Linked DNA regions of Gasterosteus aculeatus: region 2 is linked to region 1. Evidence: chromatin contacts called from public Hi-C data. All regions are on one chromosome and are shown on one strand. The core of a region is the stretch at or near the end of the contact, and the rest is flanking DNA. Distances in the headings are between cores, read along the strand shown.

Evidence for each region. Hi-C and Micro-C count contacts between places; a contact is called where the count stands out from the background.
Region 2: a Hi-C map of skeletal muscle shows a contact between it and region 1, with 3 times the contacts expected there. The contact joins two enhancer-like sites. A contact is called at or near these places in 3 of 6 Hi-C or Micro-C datasets (liver, skeletal muscle and whole body).

What each region holds. Positions count from the first base shown.
Region 1 is chr1:5,046,968-5,051,156 of fGasAcu3.hap1.1, forward strand. It overlaps igsf5b (immunoglobulin superfamily, member 5b), which reads left to right. Exons shown (of 10, transcript XM_078108847.1): 5 at 718-856; 6 at 1,297-1,437. Among protein-coding and RNA genes, the nearest start is that of LOC120817786, 18 kb to the left of the region's middle. Within about 2 kb of position 1,819, at least 2 of the 9 cell types and tissues checked have open chromatin away from gene starts, as enhancers often do.
Region 2 is chr1:5,125,054-5,129,242 of fGasAcu3.hap1.1, forward strand. dscamb (Down syndrome cell adhesion molecule b) reads right to left here. Exons shown (of 33, transcript XM_040181326.2): 33 at 3,566-4,189. Among protein-coding and RNA genes, the nearest start is that of pcp4b, 30 kb to the left of the region's middle. Within about 2 kb of position 2,383, at least 2 of the 9 cell types and tissues checked have open chromatin away from gene starts, as enhancers often do.

The DNA.
Region 1 (4,189 bases), core at 569-3,068:
ATTGCAACCGGCAAAACCACTTTCTTTTCAAGTATCCCTGGAAAAAATCTCTCATGGAACACCTGTACAGTCATTGTCTCTAGAACAATTTATGCCAAGAAATTTTCCCACGTTAGATATTTGTTTTGCGCCGAGTACCACAAACAAAATGGTTTAAGCTTCATCACATTGGTGTGAATGTGAACTACGGCCACACTGATCGCCTTCAGAATGAACCGTTTTATTGGGTCATCTCCAAAGAGTCAGGCAGGCACTTTCTTTGTTCCGTTTTTTAAAACTCAGCATTTAAAATGGCCACGGCCTTTGGCTGCCTCTCAAGAAGAAAAAAAAAGAAACACCTGCTCAGTTACTTTAAATTTCAGCTCTGTTTTGAGTGTTTACACCAGTGGTCCCCAACCTGTTTTACCTCACGGACCGTTTCCATGTCAGACAATATTTCGCGGACCGGTCAAAAAGGTCTCGGAATAACGGGAGGGGTAGTAGTCGTTGCGGGCGGAACAACCGACGGGGGGGGTGTAGTAGTCGCACACTCTGTGTTCGCTGGTGGGCAAAACTGCCGTGTAAATTTTCAAAATAAAACATTTTTCAGAAAAAAAAAGAAAAAAAAAATCTTTCTGTGGTGCGGCCCGGTACCAAAGGGCCCGCGGCCCGGTGGTTGGGGACCACTGGTTTACACAATAACTACTAAACTAATTCTCTCTGGTATTTGGCATTGAGGGGAAAGAGACAAAACACATCAGCAGCAGTGAAACGACCAAACTCAACATCATGGCAACGAAGAGCTCAGATGTGTCTTGTCTGGCGTCCGTGTCTGCCCTGCTCACGCCACTGAAGAGCTGCGCCCGTCTGACAGTGGGTGAGAGGACGCAACATTAAACGCACACTTTACCTTCCTTCTCGTGTATTTGAATCGGTCTCTTTGTGTGTTTCACTGTCCCTTGTTTATTTTTTGGTCCCTCCCTCTTTTTGGGAAGCCTGTTAATCATCACTCAGCATTATTTTTGAAGAGGAGAAGGGGATCAGAAAAGAGGCGGCAGATCTCTGACTGCATGCGTTTGCGTCACATGAGAGAAGCTCTCTAAGGCTCAGAATACAAACACGACATCATTATCTCAGTGATGTTCCATTTGTCGTTGTGACACTTTCATGAAACCCACTCCCTCGCTCACACAGCAGCATATTAAACGCAAGGCTGAACACAGCTTTCTTTGCGCCGCGTCTGCAAATCTGTAATTGAGTTACGAGGTAACGACACCGCTTCTCTTTCAAGTTACTGATGTGACCTTTTCTCCTCAGTTGTAGAGGTGGGGCGGGAGAAGGAGGAAGATGTCTGCAGCGTGGTGCCCCTGGCAATAATGTCCTCCCTCTCTGCTCTTCTGCTGCTCCTCCTGCTCTGTATCTGCACCGTCCTCTGGCTCAGACGAAGGAGACAAGCACGTATGTGCTTTTTTTTTACTTACTTAAAAAAAAGAAAAAAAAACGCCACTTCCCCACGACACCTTTTCCAATCCAGAAACCGTGATTAAAGTATAATGAAGAAATGGGCGGTTACCCGCTGTGACTCGGCGCTGCCTCGCGCTGCCCTTCATCGAGGACACGCAATATATTTTTCTGACAAAGGCGGAACATTAGATGTCTGCACAAAGCTTTTTCTCCTCAGGAGGCTGCGACAGCACAGATGCGGGATGTACATATGTGGACCGTATGACTGCAGGGTTGGAGGTTTGAATCAGTAAAACTGGGACAAGTCACCAGGAGGAAGGACTATTAATGCTGCCCCTGGATACAAACTGCAGGGTTGAGCCTGAGCGAGACGCTTCACCAGTCAAACAGTGCGAAGACACATCTGTCACCGCAATTACTGTAACTTGACTGAGTGGCTTTTCCAGTCCAAGTGCAACTGGAGTAGCAAGTTTATTTTTGCTTCAAACATACAGTACATATTTATGTTATTCTTTGTGGAACAAAGTAGAATTTTGTTGATAGCACTTCATCATTTTATTCTACTGAAATTGTCTAAATTGGCATGTGAATTCCTGAAATCTGGCCCCAAAAGCGTAAGCGTTTGTGGTAACCGCAAATCCCCAATGTCTGTGTCAGCTTCCCTTCTGGAATTATTGCCTTTTTCACAAATAATACAGATGTAGCCACGAATGGAAACCCCCCCCAAAAAATACCTCCTCCATAAACCATCAGCCAGGAAACAGCAGTTCCACCTTGACGGACTGTTGGTCTTTACTCTCCTGGTTGATTATTTTACAGGACGGAAAACAGGTTAATTAAAAATAGGTATCTACACGGATCAATAAAGGGACCATTCCAGTCCCGGGTTTCACCATAACCTGGTCGGTTGATCTTATGAAGCCCATTGAGACATGCAGATGAGTTGACGTTTGTTTAGTGTGGCGATCCTGGACAAGCCGTCAAACTGCGTGTGAAAAGGTACCTCGGGGAACGCGGAAGTCGTGACTCACACCAGGTTCCTGCCAGATGATTCATCAGATGATGATTGCGGTTTTGCTGCTCGCGGAGTTCTGGAGAACGGCTCATGCAAACAACTTCACTGTCCGCTTCCTCGGGTCCTTTAGCAATACTGCTGCTATGACATAGTAGAGCTGCAGAAACCTGGGGCAGAATTTAATATTAGGCAGAAGGTAGACAGCCTGGAGCCCCAATTGAGAAGGGCTCCAAACAGCTGTAAATTAATTATAATGTTTGGATATGAAAATATATTGAATTATGCTTATATATGTGCAGTATATAGCCTACTGTATTAATATTTTCTATAATGTATATACTTATATAAGGAAAACATTTTGTGAATACATTTACCTGACAGAAAGACGGGCTAGTTACATTACAGCATTTGTGGCTAACGTGAAGAAGAATTGCAGACGGAGGCGACAAGCCTTTCGTATCCTCCCAGGTGTTGCGTTTCCTTCCCTGTGGATCCGAGCTGAGAGGATTAATACCTCTCACAACTGCCGAGTCATTCAACCGGGAATAAATTCAGATCGTGACCTTTCCCACTAAAGACAAGATGCTAGTGGGTGTTTTCGGTCCAGCTGGAAAGGGATCTTAGAATACTGTCACCTTCTGAAACACACTATTTAACATTCTGTCTCATTAGACATTGTTACGCCAACGTTTTTGTACCGGTTAAGCAAACTTTATCGGCATTTATTGTTATCTTCAGACGGAGCCAAGCCAACTGCTCAGCTAAGCTAATGAATGGCTTTAGCTTACATTTAACCAGCTGTCAATAGAGTGGAGTCGCTCTTCCCATTTATTTATCTGCATAAAAGAAGCTGGACATAATTTCCAAAAAAGTTAAACTACTCCTTTTTTTTAAGTCTAAAGGTGGAAGCAATTCAATTAGCTCAAGAAATCGTACAAAGCCCAATTAAAATGATACGATTTTAAAACCATCACACAGCGTGAGACCAGCTTATATCCAGAAGAGGGACGAAGTTCCACCTCAGAGAGGCCGATGCCGTGTTGTTGGAGGTAAAGTAGTGAAATGTTGTGAAAAGTCTGACCAGGAAAGAGGGATTCTGCAGAAGATGTTTCTGGAGCGCCACCGCCGTAGGGGTTCGTTGTTTTATAGCACGCCGAGCCGCAGGAGGCCTGGTTGTGCGCGATAACAAAAAGGGGCCCTAAGTCACTCATTTGGAAGTCAGCGTAATCCCCCCGACTCATTGTGGACCGTTGCAAATCACCGCTGTGGTTTAGAGCTTGGGGATTATCATGGAGCAGGTGTGACCTTTCTCCCCCGGCAGATGATTCCGTACCTGAGACGTACGATACCTTCCTCACCGTCGTCTCCACAGCCTTTTATGTAACAAATAAGTTGAATTAACCTCACGAGGATGTGGCGTGCCTCCAGGCCACTAAGCCCTTCTTTGAGTAATCCACCTCAATGGGGAGTAATGTATGCTTTTGTCATTTTGGGGCAAATAGAAGGGATCTAATGTAGTCACACTCAAAGACTTTGGCCGGCGTCACAGCGGGGATTTAAAATATAATGACAAAGGCAATATCCTTCCCTGTGAAAGGAGCAGTTAATATGTCTCCTGGGGCAAGTGCCGTCCTGCAGCCATTGTTCTATCGCCGTGATTTCGCCGTGGCCACGAGGACCTTTGGCAAAGACAACGACGAAGCAGTGATAGAAAAACTCATTAACACTCAG
Region 2 (4,189 bases), core at 1,133-3,632, 79 kb after region 1:
AGAAAAAGTGTCTTCAGGATGAGATGATGGCCGAGGTGGTCCCGATGGGCTTCGGTCCGTCGATCCGTGTGCATCATCTCAACTACTGTGTCATTCGGAGGATGGGAAGCAGACGCACGCCTGTGTGCGTTTTCAACTCTGCTTCTACCGTTTTAATAAAATGTCCTGTCAAGTGATTTTACACAGGTGTCCAGTAGGGTTTTAATAACAAAAAGTTGCTTTTAATTACTTAGATTAGATTTAATTACTTGTGCACAGTGTGATTAGAGAACGGCAGGACGAACTGAATCAATATTGCGATAATCAAGTGATGTGTAAAAACCCTTCGGCTCTGATTAATAAGCCCATTTTTAATCACCCAACAAATGAGCACTTATCTTGATTTTTTACTTTCCGCGATCGTCTGAGGATCTTTGTATCTTTCCACAACAAACAAATGCAATAGAGCGCAGGGAGCTGAAAGACGGGTCAACTTATCTCACCTGACATCGGGCGAGGGGAAGCTTTATTAATAACAGATGAATGCATCACACGAGGTGTAAGCCGTCCTTGTTAATGGTTTTGTTTCTCTGACCATCAATTTTAAATGAATGTTTCACAACCGCAATTAAATGCCGTGCACTTTGGAGGCTTTGCATCGGCAATAAATCCACACCCAGCGGTGGTCACCAGTAGCTGCTGTGGACAGCTGCTGACAGCGCGCCCGGGAACGCATTTGAAAGACGAAAATGACGATTTGGTTTTAATGCTCTCGTATTAAAAGCGTTTGCTGCTGACTGCACAACCTAAAGAAGATTCTACAATGGAGAGGGTGTAGTAATTAGAAATGTTGGGGAAAATGCAAAATAGATAACTAAAATAAAAGGGGAAACTGGTTAGCCAGATATTGGATGAAAGGTTGAATAGTTAGCAAAACGTAGTTATTTTAAATGTTTATGGACATACAAAAGATCAACAAGATAAACGGCTAAAATAGCCAAAAGTAACACATTATAGTTGATCCATGCAATGATCGGTCATTAATTAAATATTCAATATAGAGCTTCCATATCATGAGCACCGTCCTAACAGAACAGGAAGATTATTATCTCACACAAAGAAAGAAGTAATTCATGAATCCGGACAAGAAAGGCAGTTTACATCTCACACGTGGTCTTACAACACAAAGCTGACGCACAACAGAACAAATCTAAAGACCCAAAAGCACCTTCCTTCACACAACGACCACGATGGCCACGACCGAAGGGTTTCCTCTCACCTGCGGCGGCTCGTGGGGGGACTCGCCGCCATGTTGCGTCGAGTCGCGTGTCACATATCACCGAGTTCTCGAACGTCTCGTTTTTATCAGATTAGCGTCAACATGCAAGTTGCAACAGTTGTTGACTGATTACCGTCGACGCACTTTCATCCCGTTAGTCGTAGAGCAGCCTCTTCACACTTTGCAGCTGCCAACGTTCACTGATGAGTCTTAAAGTGTGTGCACCTGGACAGCTCGACACCTGGGCAGCGCACACACGCTCTATCACGCGCACCAGCCGATGGTCCACTGGGATAAACAGATAAATGCTTCTTCTTTGGTCTTTTCTGGTGAAAATCCACACCAAACCGACTTAATATTGGCAATTCCAAAAAACAAAATGAGATGAACTTTTATGAAGGCTTATCGTTGGACATCCACGTTAAAAATCCCTTCTCGTTTTAAATATGCGATAGTTGCCGTCGGTGATGGGGCCCTTGAGTTAGAGGCCGACATCAGGCCTTAATGGGGTTGGGGACAATTCTACCATCTTATTTGATTTGAAAACTGCTATTTCCATTTGTGTGTGGCTGCTGAGCGGCGGTGGGAGGTGTGATAACAGCCTGCAGGCAGGAGGCCAGTCGCACACTAACAATCTGCCTCCTCCTAACGTATGAGGGCAACTACACAGTCACAAAGTCTCCTCAGTGTGCCGCTTATCTATCTTCATTACACTACCTCACACCAGTGAGGGGAATGCACCGATATAAAAAGAAAGTGCAATCATGTTAATTCACTCACCGTACATTTTCTCTCTCTCTCCCTCTGAGGTCATTTTCTTTGGTTTGTTTATAGCGACTGCATGAGGTTTCCCTTTGTGCGATCAACATGCAGCAGATGTCTTTTATTTGTACGGCTACATTTGTTTCCTCTCTCCGACACAAACATCTAGAAAAAGACAAATAACGTTTTTTCATTTTCGAGCAGGCGATAGAAATACTTCTAATTCTGCGGCGGTGGCCATTGATTTCCCAAACGATTGCTGTCGTGCATTTGTGCGCGTTTGCATATTTATGTGCACACGTGTGATGTTGGCGCTGCCTCAGCTCTTTCATCCACATCGTGCAGCGCTGTGGGATCAGTGTGACAGTAAACCTGATACAGGTTCCCGTCAAGAGTGGGCATGAATAATTCAGCGCGTTTCAGGGTGGCGTGCTCCTGCAAAATGGCCGACACCCAGGAGCAGACTGCAGGGTCGCCCTTGATGTCTCTCTCCGGGTTGATACAAATAGTTTTGGTGCTGAACATCGCTCAAAGTCCTCCAGCTCGCTGCAAACAGACTCAATTTAGCGACTGCACAGCGCCATCTGTTGATGGCCGCATCATCGCCAACCTTTTTACGCTTCCTGCTGGTGTTTTGTGGACGCAGCCGGGAGAATTGGGGCGAATCCCCTCTCACAATCTCTCCCTTTGCTGAGATTCATCTGTGCATGAAAGCACCTCGTACACGTGCACACGGTACTCGCTCGGTGGATATCTTTTGACAGCGAAATCAATAAAATAAAAGCTCGCTGTCTGCTTTTATATGGAACTATTCTTCCTAACTAAATTAATATGCCGATATGCATTGTAAGTTTATAGCACCAGCCCAAAAAGGCTGAGAAACTGTGACTACCAGATGATGACATCATCACTTTAACTTCTGGCAAGACATTTGTCATCTATTAACGTCGCCAGTGACAGAAGTGTGACCCTCGTGGTGCTTTATGACTGTTATGCTATGTTTAGGTGTAGAATCTCAGGTTTAAAAACATTTTAAAGGCCCTTTTAGCCTTTTGATGTCTGAGTGTATTGTGGCTACTAGCTCTCATACGTGAAAACACAAACGTATAACTGCAGGTACAAAAATCATGTGTCTTGGTGAAACAGAAAAAGAGAAAAAAGAGGGATAAACCGAGCGGGATTAACAGAAATAAAGGGGGAAGTGATGCACGTTGACTGAAACTGCTGTAGAAATCCTCTAAATGAATCAGTAGAAGTGATGACACAAAACTGAGGGATCATGACATGATTAACGGGACGGGATTAATCATAAGTGATCATTCATTAGTTTAACAATTTAGGAAGGGAGACATTTCTGGCCTCATTAAAAAGCCCCAAACACTAAGAAACAACGAACCTACGTTACAAAAAATTGAGGTCAATTTGATATCAAACACGTGGCAGTTGTTCGCATGATTCCTGGAGACGAACAGTTGGTTACGCGTCTTAGATAATAGAAGGATGGTCAGTTCCCTGTCGTACCCGTTTAACAGGAATCAAAGCCAGATGTGTGCAAACATGACTAAGGACTTTATTAACCAAATCATTTCCCCCATAATATCCACAAATAAAAGTGATCTCTTTATATATATTCACATTGTATAATTTCATAGTGTGACAAAAATTCTCTTTTTTTTTGGATATCCAGCCATTCCGGTTAATTGTCATTTGATCAGTCGCCATGCAGTCGTCAGAAAGGTTTAAAAACATTACGGTTGGTCAGCATTGGCGGTCGCGTCCGGCGTCGCTCCTCTTCTCGTATCTCGGCTCCTTGTGGTGCTAAAAACTCCCTCAGTTACCCGATCACAGATTTCATCACACTGCAACAATGAAATAAAATAAATTAAGAAAGCAACGTTCTCCTGCAGAGTGCTCTAGAGTCGTCGTCCTCCTCCTCCTCCTCCTCCTCCTCCCTTTCCCTTCTGTTTTTTTTTAGTTTTATTTTTTTTAGATATTTCTGTTTTTATATAATAATAATAGTAATAATAATAATGACTATAATTGTCCTTAATATAAATTCAATAGTATTTTTTTTCTCTTTCTCAAATTTTAAATAAATCATTTTGGCAATCCCCATATGTTTTCACTTTAGAATAAAAGAATACTCAAGTAGAAAATAAAAGCTGTGAG